Linked DNA regions of Cyprinus carpio: region 2 is linked to region 1. The links are chromatin contacts, called in public Hi-C maps. All regions are on one chromosome and are shown on one strand. The core of a region is the stretch at or near the end of the contact, and the rest is flanking DNA. Distances in the headings are between cores, read along the strand shown.

Evidence for each region. Hi-C and Micro-C count contacts between places; a contact is called where the count stands out from the background.
Region 2: a Hi-C map of liver shows a contact between it and region 1, with 5 times the contacts expected there. The contact joins two enhancer-like sites. A contact is called at or near these places in 4 of 8 Hi-C or Micro-C datasets (liver, red blood cells and skeletal muscle).

Annotation. Positions count from the first base shown.
Region 1 is chrA7:17,851,865-17,859,511 of ASM1834038v1, forward strand. LOC109113683 (disintegrin and metalloproteinase domain-containing protein 10-like) reads right to left here. Exons shown (of 16, transcript XM_042760046.1): 5 at 260-360. Among protein-coding and RNA genes, the nearest start is that of aqp9b, 41 kb to the left of the region's middle. Within about 2 kb of position 3,512, at least 3 of the 8 cell types and tissues checked have an H3K27ac peak or open chromatin away from gene starts, as enhancers often do.
Region 2 is chrA7:17,926,192-17,933,838 of ASM1834038v1, forward strand. It overlaps LOC109113687 (ubiquitin carboxyl-terminal hydrolase MINDY-2-like), which reads left to right. Exons shown (of 8, transcript XM_042760049.1): 4 at 33-135; 5 at 1,146-1,288; 6 at 2,003-2,176; 7 at 4,559-4,750; 8 at 6,282-7,647. The coding sequence ends at 6,446. Among protein-coding and RNA genes, the nearest start is that of LOC109113687, 17 kb to the left of the region's middle. Within about 2 kb of position 3,855, at least 2 of the 8 cell types and tissues checked have an H3K27ac peak or open chromatin away from gene starts, as enhancers often do.

The sequences.
Region 1 (7,647 bases), core at 2,262-4,761:
AAAAAATAATTATGCATTGCTTATAATTTATAATTTATTATCTATATCTAATTTATATCTGATGAATTATGGATGTATTCAGGCAAGGTATAAAAATAGAAATCTGAAATTCAGAACCATGGGAAACAGGAAATGTTCCAAATATCTATGTGTTGTCTGGTTTCCATGTTTGTTTGCATTGTGAGATCAGAATAACGGTGCTAGTTGGTAATATAAGTGGTGTTCAGCTGAGTTGTGCAAAGGGGGTGTTGGCGCTGACCTGGGTGGGCTCCTCCACTGCAGATGCCTGGTATTTCTTCATTCTCTCAAAAACAGAGTGATCTGCACAACCACCTTCTGCTCCATATTTATGAGGATAATCTGGGTAGGTAAAATCAGAGTTTCTTGAAAACCAAAGCAACACAATGCTCTGAACCATACTGTTAACATTTGAAGTCTCTAATTAGGTGACCTGCTACAATTTTAATTCATTTTATTTACATTTTCTATTTATTTTAAACTTCAGTATTTCACATAAGAATATGACACATAACTGAAAAGACTTCAGAACTAGTCAGAACTAGACATTTATCCTGAGAGAAGCCTCTCAGCGAGGAAACTGCAAAGAGCACTATCACACACTAGACCCAAGGAAGAACTGCGAATGCAGCTGTTACCAAGTTCACCTATTCCTGTTACTGTAATGGGAACCGCACAAAGCGTTATTGATATTTGACGTCTCAGCCTTTTTGTGGCTCCAGAGCATAAAATCTTCTTATATCAACTGCACTGCTTACTATTTACAGAATTTAACACAGCACTGACAGTTTCTTTCATTATTGCTATTGCTTACCAATCACTACTTGATGGCTACATTTGATGACTGAACAAAGAAAAGCTTCTGTACTTTCACTCACACTAACACATTTATCAAGTTTCTGTAAGCAGGATAAAACACCATTCAAAATACTGTTTAAAAGTTTGGAGTTTGTCCAAAAATACTGTAAAAACAGTAATTTCTGAAATACAATTAAAATAACTCTGTTTTTTAAAATATATTTTATTTACAATGTAATGTATTCTTGTGATGGCAAAGTTTTTCAGCAGCCATTACACCAGTCCTCATTGTCACATGATCCATGAAATCTATGTATGCAATATTTATGACAGAGAGTTTATTCTGGACTCTGCTTTGACTTCTTGCAATAACCCAACATCAGCAGAAATGAAAATGAATGTATAATCAAGTGTCTGCTCTAGATATTGTACTGTATAACTTTAATGGAAAGTCTGTTTTTAATTTTTACAATTAAAAAAACACTTTATTTGCTCTTTTGCATGCTTCTATGTACTTTTGATTTTTTACTGTTGTTACAAAAAAAAAAGTTGTCACATATAGCTCACTTCTGGGTACAAATTTGTCTTGAAAATATAGTTAACACTGTTAACACAGTTCATCTAAGACACAATAAAACCCAATTCTTTTAACATTTCAAGCACTGTATAAAAGGAATTATTGATTGGTGATGTGACATTATGATATGTTATTATGTTGATCACCTCTGAACTCAACCTTGCGCAAATCCAAATTCTGAGCCACTATTTCAGGCACACTATTTCAAGCTCCCAGGAATTTTTTATAACACTCGCATAAAAATGTAAAATGCTGTCAGTACAGCAAGAAAAAAAAAAAAAGTCACTGCCTTAAAATATGGTATGGGTGACATTATTCTGCTGAATATCAGCTTGGCTGATGACCAGCAGAGTGTCTACCAACTCACAGGTTAGATAAGGACAGACTGCAAAGAAATAAAGTAACATAACCCAAGCAGTTTAAATGTGTGCAGCTCTATATTATTTCCATAACTCATTGCGGTTTATTTATTTTTAGAATGTTTTTTGTTTTGTTTTGTTTTGTTTGTTTGTTTATTTCAATATCTGGCAACACCAGCATAAATGACAGTAATCAAAAACGACCAGGTTAAAAACAGCGCGGGCAGGTTATTCCTGACTAGATGCAATTTGGTAACACAAACGTCGTGATCATCATGATATATTATCTTTAAGACAGATGCACTGAAGACGGACACAAAGAGGAGAGAATAGTCGCGCAAGCAGAGAAAATACTGTACCAGACAGAACAAATTTATTGAAATACTGAATGAAAAGCATAATTATGGAATTAGGGTGGGGTGAATATGGATGTATTTCTGAGGAGAAGTGACTGTCTTCCGAAAAGTTTCGATGGCATTTTCTTTTTCCTCTTACTGTGTTAAATACATATTAAAGGAGTGTTAATTAGCACAGCGCTGCATACAGCAATACCTCAGGAAACGCTAGTGTTCTATAAGCGCCACCTGCTGTCAGAGATTGAATTTGCATTTTCATCAGAATCAGAAAGAGCTTTATTGCCAAGTGTGTTTACACGGAGAAGGAATTCGTCTTGGTGTCAGGAGCTTCCAGTAGAGAAAGTACAAACATAGTGCAAACATACATATAATTAAGGTAATAAAACAAATAATAATAAAGAGTAATAATAAATTCATTCAGCCCGTCTGATGTTTTTGTTTTGTGCAGTTGCTTCATGTTGCATATATTTTTGGTTGTTTTTTTTGTTTGTTCAAGGTTAGTTTGGCCAGTTACAGAGCAAAATAAGCATTAAATAAATGTAAAATATAATAGTAAAAGTAATAAGAACTAAATAAATTGGCAACGAGTATGGGAATTGGCTCATTTGATTGTAAAATAAATAAATAAATAAATAAATAAAGAAAAACGGAAATTGGAATCAGTCACGAAAAATCTTGATCAGTGCATCCTTAACTGGAATAGAGTTAGAACTACCTGAAAGACCTGAAAAAGCATGGTTCATTTCAGTTTTATCTTTGAACTATTGTACTTATTTGTGCAAAATAGATATCATTTATTACAATACAATGTTACAGTCAACAATGAAAACAATAAGTCTTATTTATTGATTTATTGATTGATTGATTGTGGCAAGGCCTGTGAAAATGTTGCCAGGGCAAGTAAAAAATGTAAACCGCTGGCCGAACCGGACCAGTAGAAAATTTCCTTAGCGTGAAGCCCTGTCAATACGATCAAAATCAGTGTCATAACACTTGTACACAGATCTGTAGAACAAGTAGGTTACATAATGATATGTTTAAGCTAAAAACTTAAAATATGTACTTGAAAAGAAAACAGGATGACTTTGAATAGCATCACTGTAAAATTGTGAGGAAGAGCTGAGCAAGTCTTGCACATGTATTTCCTGGTCTGAGAGAGACTTCCTGCTTAAATAGGAACACCCAGCTCACCCATAAACATCTCTCATTCTCCTGAGAGAACTTGTTTTCTTCAAGCAAGAACTGACTGTTGTGGAAAAATGTTAGCGTGTTCAGACAATGAGTCATCAAAATATGCTCTGTCATGTGAGGGCATGGAGGAGAAGAGAATATGTATGTGGGTGAAGGTCTCAGTGGTAGTTAAGGAAAGACTGTCACTCTGATCTCTGATCACAACGACTCAATTTTTCTCTGTGAGGTATTATTGTCCCACACTGAATATGGCCCCATTCAAATGCAAATATATGCTGGGCAGAACAAGAGAGACATCTGTCTAAAGGAAACGAGTCTGAAAGGAAATGCCAAGTGCCTTGAGGAAAGAACTGAAATCTATCTTCTGAGATGAGATAAGTCTCTGACTTGTCAAAGTAACACAACAAAAAAAATGTGGATTGTTTGAAGTTATTCATGCACTGACACATTTTTGCTAAGTAATAAATAGCAAAACAACAACACCACATAAATAAAACTACAACAAACAACTACTCAGAAATGCAAGATGTGGTTGTGAGAGGTTGTCTCAAGTGGGAAGTGCAGGGTTTCAGTATTAACAACCCATATTGTGATGACTGAGCTTATCAAAATATGCAATAATGCAAGATGAAATTTTCAAAAAAATCCATTATGGTGAACCTAAGCTGGCTGACTTCCACAAGGTGCTGGTTATGGAACAACCACGTGTGAAAAGCCATCATGGGAACGAGGGAAATTACCAGAGGCAAATCCCAGGTTAGTAAGAAGCCCTAAATCGAACTCTAAAATCTTGGTTGAAAGGTATTTTTCCCAGGACCAAAAGGATGTTTAACAGGAACATGTCTCCTACAGGAAAACAAAGACTTCCTGAAAAAACTTCATATTAGTTATCCACTAATCTGCATCAATACAGTAAAGTAGATTTATTCACAGTGATGAATGCATGTAGATGAAATGATGAATTTCATGATTTCTCAAAGGGATATATATGTGATTGTGAAAGGTCTCTGTTTACAGCAGCCTCCAGGAGTTTGACTAAAGCTCTGCTGGAGCATTAAATTACTCTAGTTAGAATTAATTCCCTTAAGTCAGATATTAAGAACAGCAGCCCAATGATGAATAATTAATTATAGGCCTTTCTTATTTAGAGAAGTTGATTGAAACCAATTCTAAATATGGTTAATTACATTCTTCACAATTTTTGATTTTATTATTTAAATGTTCAGTGAGGTTTTCCTGAAAGTGTATGTTTCATGTGTTACATACCCACATGAAAAATTCTGAACCTGGCAAGAGCCCATGACTGATCCAGAGTTCACTCCCCTCTCCAGCTGTGCTCCTTCTGACCTCTGTCCTTGTGCTTCAATGGACCACTGTCAACCACAATTAAATCTTTCTTTTTCCTTCCCATAGATACAAACTCACTGTCCCCATCTGACCTCACTCAGTCTTGCAGTGAACATATATCAGCTCTATTTAATGATGATAAACTTTTGTATATACACAAACTCAGCATGTAAAAAGCATATGTGTGTGAGCTTAGTTTTCCTGTTCCTCCCGCAACTGATAGCAATACGGAGCACTTCTTCCCTTCAAAGTACTAGAATGACATAGGTGTGTGGAAAAGACACTTCATTTCCTTTTGCACTAGTATATGCTGTCAACATTATAATCAGTTTCCTTGTTGCTTGTCCAGTTTTCTAATGTATTCTCTTAAAGTGACAGTTCACCCAAAAAATTCTATCATCATTTACTCACCTTCATATTGTTCTAAATCTGATGTTCTTTCTTCTGTGGAATACGAAAGAAGATATTCTGAAAGTCAATGTCCAAACATCACTGAACACTGGACCCACAGACTTTGATTGTATGAAGAAAAATTATTATTATTTTTTTTAAATATCTTCTTCTGTGTTCCACAGAAGAAAGGTGAAAAGAAGTCAAGCGAGTAAATGATGATAGAATTTTCCTTTCACAAATTTTCCCTTTTTGGGTGAAATATCCCTTAACAGTGATATACCTAATAATAATAATAATAATAATAATAATAATAATAATAATAATAATAATAATAAATATAGCTGCAAGCACCAATTTTGGGGCCAAGTGCAGTAGAGGCAAAATGGGGAGCTAAGCATGGCATGTAGCATCAGACCAAATGCAACAACGAGTAATTAAAGCTGTTTAGAATGATTGTAGTTGAAATGACTGAAAAATCATAAACACAACAACTAGTAATATGCCTTAATGGATTATCACTTTTGACCAATAGGTGGCACTGTTATCAAATCGATGTGGTGTGTTCTGTGTGAGTTAACAATGACACACACAAAGTTTGGTGTCAATATGCCAAAGCAAAGCATTGGTCTCATGCCTCAAATTCATTGCTGTGGTATGCGAAAACGGTTTTATAGCTTACACAGTTTGCGTTCAGCAGATATTCTCCAAAATGGCGCTACGGTGATACGGAGAGACACAAAGGAGACAAATCGTTGAATAAAGTCATTTTTGTTTTCTTTGTGTACAAAAAGTATTCTTGTGGTTCATAATATTACGGTTGAACCACTGATGGCAGATGAACTATTCTAACGATGCTTTTCATACTTTTCTGAACCTTAACAGTGTAATTTACTTGGCAGTCAAAGGGACATCACAGGCCTCCCGGTTTTCATCCAAAATACCTTAAATTGTGTTCTGAAGACAAACAAAGCTTTTATGGGTTTGGAATGACATGGGGTAAGTGATTAATGACTAAATTTTCATTTTGGGTTGGAGTAACCCTTTAATACCAGTCTCATTACAATAGGCAAAATTCACAGAAAGCTATTAGCATTTATTTGAAATTTCAATATAACTTTTGACCACAATGTGGCACTGTCTCAAAACTTTTTGAGTACTTTCAGGTCATTCTCTCGAAGGTACATACAAAGTTTCGTAATGGAACACCAATGCATTCGTAAAATATAGCATTTTATATCATAATACTCTATTGCAGCGGTTCTCAATTCCAGTCCTCTGCACATTTTGTATGTTTCTCTTAAAGCTTAAGACGTTTGATGTAAGTGCCCTGTGAAGTGGACATCACAGGATATTCTGCCATGATTCCAGTTCAAAGCGAACGTATATGTTCCATTCAAAGTGCATTGAAGTGTGCGACAGGTCAACTTAAATTGTATTTATTTAAAGAGGTATATAATGTCACACTTGTCCATGTGTGACATCACACCACGCAGAGCAAATCCGTGAATGAATGTTCCGAAGTTAGGTAAACTTCCCCTGCTCAGGGAGTAGGGAGCAATGAACACTGTGTAGGGACCATGTCAATGGGAACACAGTTAATGCACGGAGCTCACTTCTAACGAGCTGATTATCTGAATCAGGTGAGTTAACAAAGAGAGACATGCAAAATATGCAGAGCAGGGGGTCTCGAGGACTGGCAATTTCATGTTTTGTTCAATTATAGCGCCACCAAGAGGCACAATCCCACCAAATTTTTTGTGTGTCCTTAGAGTGTGCCCATACATGTGTCAAATTTGGTGAAAATATCTCATTTTGTTTTGGAGTTATAGACATTTTTATATATGAGAACAGGAAAAATGACTCATGGCCAACTTTGTTTGCATTTTTTTGCCACTTACTATCAAAATTTTGGCAAATGGGCATTGAAGTTAAATTGGCATGCTCTGTTTCTGAATTTCCTATGGTGGTTTCGTGTCGATTGGTGTAACGGTTTCTAAGATATTGGCAAATGTTTTTTAAGCACTAAAATGCAGCGTTGCACAAACCATAAGGCAAAACCTGGCATGTTTAATATCGCTGGACTTGGCAAGGAATCAGGAGTCTAAAAAGGTGACTCCCGTAAAAATAAGTTGACCACATGCAAAGTTAGAAGCATGTGAATATTTGATTTGACTCAAAACTTCTCAGGCTCCTTCAGGGCATCGTGCTGATGACCCATACCAAGTTTCGTAACGATACGTCACTTTGTTCGTAAAATATAGCATTTTACTACAAAATGCAAAATGTCCGATGCCCAAAATGGCTGACATGGAAAAATTGGGTATCACTCGACTCGGCATGCTGCACCTAATCTAAAGTTTTGTGATTTTTGGTTATAAGTCTCTGTTGAGTGTTTATATGAATATATAGAGATTAATTTTCTGACCACTAGGTGGCACTGTGCCAAAACACTGCAGGTAGCCTCAGGTCATGCTTGTTATAACACACACCAAGTGTGGTCTCAATACGCCAAACTGTTGCAGAGATATAGCCTCACATCCATTTTTGTGTGGTTTTTGTAGAATTCGTTTGCTCGTTATTTGAGAACGGTTGGACGAATCAACTTGTA
Region 2 (7,647 bases), core at 2,605-5,104, 75 kb after region 1:
TGACTTTCTTATTTTTATCACACTGTCTGTAGATGGCTGATATAGTCAAGGCAGTGGGAAACTGCAGCTATAACCAGTTGGTAGAGAAGATAATCAGCTGTAAGCAGTCAGACAACAGCGAGCTGGCTGGGGAAGGTGGGTATTCACGGTTCTTATTGGTCTTCTCCTTTTCCTTTCATACATTCATGCAGACTGCTTCTTCCAGAAGGCAAGTGCTCAAATGTAGCATAATTCACTTTTTTAGAATGTTTAGAGTTCACTCTTTGCCAGGCTTCTGTGCATTTAGATCTTCTAATGCCTTGTGAATATGAATCCATGTTCTGAATGATGTCTTCCCCGTTGCATCATGCAAATAAACAACTTTTAGAGTGTACCAGAGTCATTTAAGCACCCTCCTTTTCGCAGTTTTTTTAGCTGTCTGAAATGTTCTCTCCCTCTCTCACCGCATTTGTGTCTAAATAGATCTCCCTCGCCATCTTTTTTTGCCGTTTCTCTAAGCGTCTTCAGAATGCATGCTCTCTGTGTCTGTTTCTTTGTCTTTTCTCTCTCTTGGGCTGACTGGCAGCCACTCACAGTCTATCCCTGTACCAGTGTATGTGAGTCTGTCTCTGTCAGGCTGTGTGTTTTTTGTGTGTCATAAAGTTTCAGACAGTGTGTGTTGAAAGGATTAGTTCACCCAAACATTTTTTTCTTCATTTTTTCACCCTTATTGTTGTTCCAGTCCTATATGAATTCCAATCTTCAGTCTGGAGTAATTTTAAGTTACAGTGAATGGGGGCTTAGACTTTAACACCTCAAAGAAAGACACCATAAAAGTATAATAAAATTAGCCTGTATGACTCATGCAGTGTTGCAAGTCTTCTGGAGTCATATGATAGCTTTGTGTGAGAGAGACTGACATTCAAGTCATTATTCACTGATAATCGCTACCTCCAGTGGACTACCATCGTGAATGAATCATTCAGAACAGTTTTGTGTACTAAATCAAGATTCATTGAAAAGATCAAACTTGACTTGTTTACGAATCGAACATTGCTATGCACCAAGGAGAGCTAGGGCAGATATTAAGATTTTAACATTCAAACATTTGTGTCTATTGTATTGTGTATTTCAGAGACATCTCACACTGGCTCTTTCTTTCCCAGGTTTTGTGGCAGAGCAGTTTCTGAACAGCACAGCGACTCAGCTAACATACCACGGCCTGTGTGAACTCACTTCTACTGTAGAAGAGGGAGAACTGTGTGTCTTCTTCAGGAACAATCACTTCAGCACCATGACCAAATTTAAGGCATGTTGAAATTTAAGTGTATTTGAGATGTTGGATGCAGAATGATGGCTCTGTGCTGCTGTGAATAAGCGCTCTAATAAGCAAAGTAAATTTGGTTCACTTGTCTATAGAGGGATGCTGTATGTTGCTGCCCCCCAGTGGCTAAAAAGAGAACTTTAAAATTCTACTGAGAAGACTATAGATATTATGGGGTACAGAGATGATGCTATTGCTGATTACCATGATTTTGCATATTGGAAAGGTCAAGGTCTGACAAAAAGCACATGCAAGTAAACTGATGTACAGTAAAATTTAGTTATTGCAGTCATTTTAGTCTTCATCCCATATAACACCACCACAAATTAGCTGATTTTATTTTTATCATCTTAATATTATTTGGTAATAATAATAATAACAACCTTGATTCTCAGCGACTCTCACATTCACCCTGAACGTAGGAGACACTGGGAATATGGTTTTGGATGTTGACTCTCTATGTAACCCTCAACTGCAGTTAAATCAGGGAGGCTGTAAATGTAAAGTTTGTTATCTGGAGGAAGGGGAGCTGTTCTGTAACAGCAGGACACACTTCACCCACAGATAAAACTCTTCTATGATCCTCATGTACACACTTCAGAACATGACACCACTGCTGCCCGGTCTGGGAGTGTTGAAAGGTTGTTGGACGAGAGCTGTGCTGCATGTTTTTATAAATGCTCTCTTTGTGTTCCTCAGGCCCAGCTGTACCTGCTGGTAACGGATCAGGGGTTTCTCACTGAGGAGAAGGTGGTTTGGGAAAGTCTGCATAATGTCGACGGAGATGGAAACTTCTGCGACTCAGAGTTTCATCTGAGGCCACCCTCTGACCCGGAAACTGTGTACCGTGGTCAGCAAGACCAGATCGATCAGGTCAGGACTAGTAGCTTCTCAGAAGTGCTCAGTGTCATTCAGTTATAAACACAGAGTATGGTAGTTGTTTCTCAGGGTGACGTCTGTAAAAGAACATTTACGTGGGTCCTTTATGATTAAAGCTCATGCAGTCGGATGGAGTTGTGACTGTAATTTAATTCATATACACAGTACTGCCTCTCCCTATATGCAGAGTACGCAGTTTGCATAGGGCACTATCCCAGTTGCTCAAAAAAAAAAGACAAAAAAAAGACTTTTGTTCTATATTAATATTAACATATATATAAATTTTTTAAAAATGCATTTTACGGTGTAGGCAGTAGGTTAAGCACATGTGACGCACCATTCCCGTATCCGCCCTCACCTTATGTTTGCAGCTGACTGCAAATGATCATAGTTGATGGACAACTATGTCCGAAAAAAAGACATCAGTCGCTGTTGATAACGTGTTTTAATGTCAGTAATAATTTCATCACCACCAACACATCTGCCTTAATATTCTCTCTGAGTTTCCATGTTCCCTTACAAAAATTAACCATGGTTTTACTACAAAATAAACCAAAAAAAAGTCATGGTAACCACAAATTAACCATGGTTTTGTTACTTCAAATAATAATCAAAGAAGGATTTAATGCAGGGTCAATGCTGAAATTTGTTACAAAAGAGGATGAAGTGATTTTTAATTTAATTTATTATTGTTTGTTTTGATAATATTTAATCTTTTAAAATGTTTTATTTAATGTGTAATTTAATTTTTTGCCGTAGAACTACAATTGTACTTTTTAAATAATACAGTTTAATTACAATTTATTTATTTTTATATTTTATCAAAGTTCTATTTCAGTGTTCACTGTACTTCTTATCAAATAAATGCAGCATTGGTCAGCAAAAAAAAAAAAAAAAAAAAAAATGCAGCTAGAAGTTGTTGGCACTTATAATTTGTTCGAAATGTAGAGTTCTGCAGTTTACAGGAGTGACAACAAAATTATGCAATTGTTTAAATGCAATTGCTTACAATTCCTTAAAATTACTAAACTATAAATGAAGTTACAATGAATTTTCACAAACGCTACTGCCTTGATGCTATTAAGCAGACATTACAGAGGAAGAGTTTGGAATACAATAAAATGTTTGGGGTCTTTTCCAGGTACCTCTCTTAAGAAAAGCATTAAGTTCAGCCCTGCGGATGAAATCACTTTTAAAAATTTGTGTTCAAAGATCCAATCTTCAAAGCCTTTAAACTGTTCCTATGCTTCTGGATAACAGGAACTTATTAGACCTTTAAGTTCCTGATAGTTAAATTGTGTTAAAATAATCACAAAACCCCATCTTTAAGTAATATACTCTCTGTACCAAAATGGGGTTCATTTCACAGAATCACAGTGACCCTCGGGTAACGCCGAGCTCTAGAGACTGATATTACAGTGAGCTGTGAATGTTGACATCCAGTTGAGACACAGCCAGTCTCTGTGAAAGTGCAGTTTATCTGTATTGGGCTTGGTAGCGCACTGCTGTCCTCTAGCACTAATTCTGCTCCGTTGCCCACTGGAAAATTTCCTCAATTATTGATGTTAAAAGCTCCCCAACCCTTCTTCCAGCTCTGTGTAACCATCCCCCTCTGCCTTTGGGATGCTTTCATGCCTGATGACCGGACAAAAGTGTCTCACGTGACACAGATCCTTTGTCTCTCTCTTCTGCTCTTATATTGGGTGTTTAATAATGAAGGGTCTGTATAAGTGAAGGGCTTAGAGATGACTGTGCTCTAAAAGTCAGACTTTACTCTAAAACAGTCGTTGTAGTGTCATTGTCGTGGGCTTAGTTAGCAAACTAAATGATCAATTCACAGGCAAACTGTCAGGATATTCATGATGTACTATGTTCTTTTTTTCATAAACTATTACATAAGCTCCTTACTACTGTAAGGATTCAGGCTCAGCTATAATATAATCCTCTACAGAAAGAAATAATTCACCCACAAAGGAATGATTTCTATTTTATGGAACACAAAAGGAGTTATTTAGCAAGAGTTTAGGCTGCATTTTCTCATTCAGTATAGGAGGGAATGTACACATCTATACAGATAAATATAATACAAAAAATAAAAATATTATTTAAGTATTTGTGTTTTTAAAACTTATTCAGCAAGGAAGCACTCAACTGATCAAAGGTGACTGTATAGTATAGTAATTTATATAATGTAATTTAACATATCAAGCTCCTAAAGGTAATATAAAAGTAGTCTATATATTATTGCCTTCTATCATAACTCTGCTGAATAACTTAGTTTGTGTTTAATGGGAAAATGTATCATATATATCATTCTCAACAGCACAAGAACTGCGTAGATGTTGACAATTTAAATTTTCCCCTCTGTATGTGTAGGACTACCTGATGGCGCTGTCTCTGCAGCAGGAACAGCAGGCCTCAGACCTGGGTTGGGAACAGATCCCAGAAGGCATCAGTGATCTAGAGCTGGCCAAGAAGCTGCAGGAGGAGGAGGACCGCAGAGCGTCACAGTACTATCAGGAGCAGGAACAGGCACAGGCGGCAGCAGCAGCGGCTGCGCAGGCACAGGTGAGCTGATAAACTGCACACAAGAATAAACAAACACATACTTAAGATCATTTACAGTACAGGTCAAAAGTTTGGAAACATTACAATTTTTAATGTTTTTGAAAGAAGTTTCTTCTGCTCATCAAGCCTGCATTTATTTGATCAAAAATACAGAAAAAATGTAATATTGTGATATATTATTACAACTTAAAATAATAGTTTTCTATTTGAATATACTTTTTTATACGTTTTTTAATGTATTATACTTTAAATTATCATTTATTTCTGTGATGCAGAGCTGAATTTTTAGGATCATTATCACATGATCCTTTAGAAATCATTCTAATATGATGATTCATTATCAAAGTTGGAAACAGTTCTGCTGCTTAATATTTTTTCAGAACATGTGATACTTTTTAGGATACTTTGATGAATAAAAAGTATATAAAAAAAAAATATAAAAAAAAAGAAGCTTTATTTTTAAAATATAAATATTTTGTAATAACAATATACACTACTGGTCAGTAATTTGGGGTCAGTAATTTTTTTTCTTTTTTTTAATAAAATCAATACTTTTATTCAGCAAGGATGTGTTAAATTGATAAAAAGTGATAGTAAAGAAAATATATTATTAGAATATTTTTTTTTTTTTTGAATAAATGCAGTTCTTTTTAACCTTTTATTCATCAAATATATTAGACAGCAGAACTGTTTCCAACACTCATAATAAATCAGAATATTAGAATGATTTCTAAATGATCATGTGATAGACTGGATGTTTACATGTGACACTGAAGGCTGGAGTAATGATGCTGAAAATTCAGCTTTGCATCACAGGAATAAATTATTTTTTTAAAGTATATTCAAATAGAAAACTATTATTTTAAGTTGTAATAATATTTCACAATATTACTGTTTTTTTCTGTATTTTTGATCAAATAAATGCAGGCTTGATGAGCAGAAGAGACTTCTTTCAAAAACATTAAAAATAGTAATGTTTCCAAACTTTTGACCTGTACTGTACCTCCAATGCCATTTTCCACAAAATATCGTCATATATTACACATTTAATCTGACATAACATCAGATTAATGCCATGGCGATCCAGACTTGATTGGGGCAGCTGAAAGGCTGTTGCATTAGTTGGTTAATAGGACAAATAAGACCTATGAAATGACAGAACTCTTCTTCCATACAGTAACATACGTCTGAGTGAAACAGATTATTTGAAAAAAATTAAATAAAATTGAAGGGCAAGGACATTGATCTACAGAACAATTGTTGATTGGATGAAGGCACATCTGATTGCAAGTTTGCAGTCGACTGTAACAGGGGCAGGGTTTAAGTGGACTAAATGATTGGAAAAGTTTGGCATACCAGACAAAAGTTTGTCATTTAAAAGGAAGATCAAATTCTGACATTTTGATTGTAAAAAGCTTTTTGAAACATACGCATGGGTGACTTGTTTGCAGTAAGATCAATAACATGCATTTCATTTCATGCCTACTTTAAAAAGTTTAAATAAGAGGTTAATTCGTTCCTCTCCTGTCAGGGACAACAACCAGCAGCTGGTGCCGACCAGGTGGATAGAGTAGCAGCTGCTGGAGCCCCAGCGGGGGGAGCCACGGCTTCTCCAAGCCCTGGAAAACAGCCCTCAACGGGGGAACGCAAACCCAAGAAGGAAGCCAAGGACAAAGACAAATGCATCTTGTTGTAACGGCAGTGGACTACGTGAGTGTGAAACGGGCAGCAGTTTAATTCCAGTGGCTCTGCAATGCATCTCCCAGCCTGAGGTGGAGAAAGAATAGACGACAGATGAAGTGTGATAGACGAAGAGGACTTGCCATTCTCAAGCCACTTGTGCCTGACTTTAACCCTCGGAGTTCTGAAGATGCAGACAAGAAGAGAGGGGTGTCACTACAAGGACTATCACTACATCTTTCGTAGAGCTGGCCAAATGTTCTCAGCAGGAAAACCACTGCAGTGCACTATATTTGTGTGGGGTCACCAGGGAGGTTTTTTTTGGTAGTAAAACAAGGTAATGTACACACAGCAGTAGGCAAAAAGCCCCCCCCGAAAAAAAAAGTGGCACTACATTTTTTTCATTATACAAAGCATTTTCTTTTTTGTGAATTTCCGTTATTGATGTTTATAAGCTATTTTATACCAGGTTACCCCTACATGTGCACATGTAGATCTGTTGTATTGGTCAGTTTATTTTATTTAACTGAAGGATATCCAAGATCTTTTAATGAATGGCCGTTCACATGAACAGGTAGCAAGCCAACAGGTCGTTTGGCAAAGGTGATGTCTCAGGACATGACGTAGGCCACCGTAGTTCTTTGCCTGGCAGTTTGTTGCCAAATTTTTCATTGTTGATATTGTAAGGAGAAGTCACTTCCATTTTAGAGAGTGAGATCTTGATGAAACAAATGCATTCAAAAAGGGTTTCCTTATCAGGCAGTATAAGATCCAGTTTGTTATTTAAATGCGTCTACAAAAGAATATTTGCAAATAGGACATAACTGTTAATATCAGTGAACAACTGACACTACCATTAATGTAAATAGCTTTAAAATATCAAAGCCAGTAGATTATATAAAATACATGGCCAAGTTTTTGCTTCGCCCCACACCTTTTACCTTTCAGCCAAATGTTTGGTTCATATTTGCCTTATAAAATGAAGTATACGAGTAGGATCATCATCCATGAAATTTGGCATTGCTCAATGAACTACAGTGTTATTGCCCCCAAAACTGAATGGTTCTTCTAAAGAAATCTAATTTTTGTTCATAACGGTTTGTTTTCCGCAAATGATATTGGTTTTACAAAGGGCCGATGTTAATACTGAAATATGAAGAGCAGGTTGGCCGATTCTTGAAAGAAATAAGAGGAAATTTAGCACTACTGTAAACCAG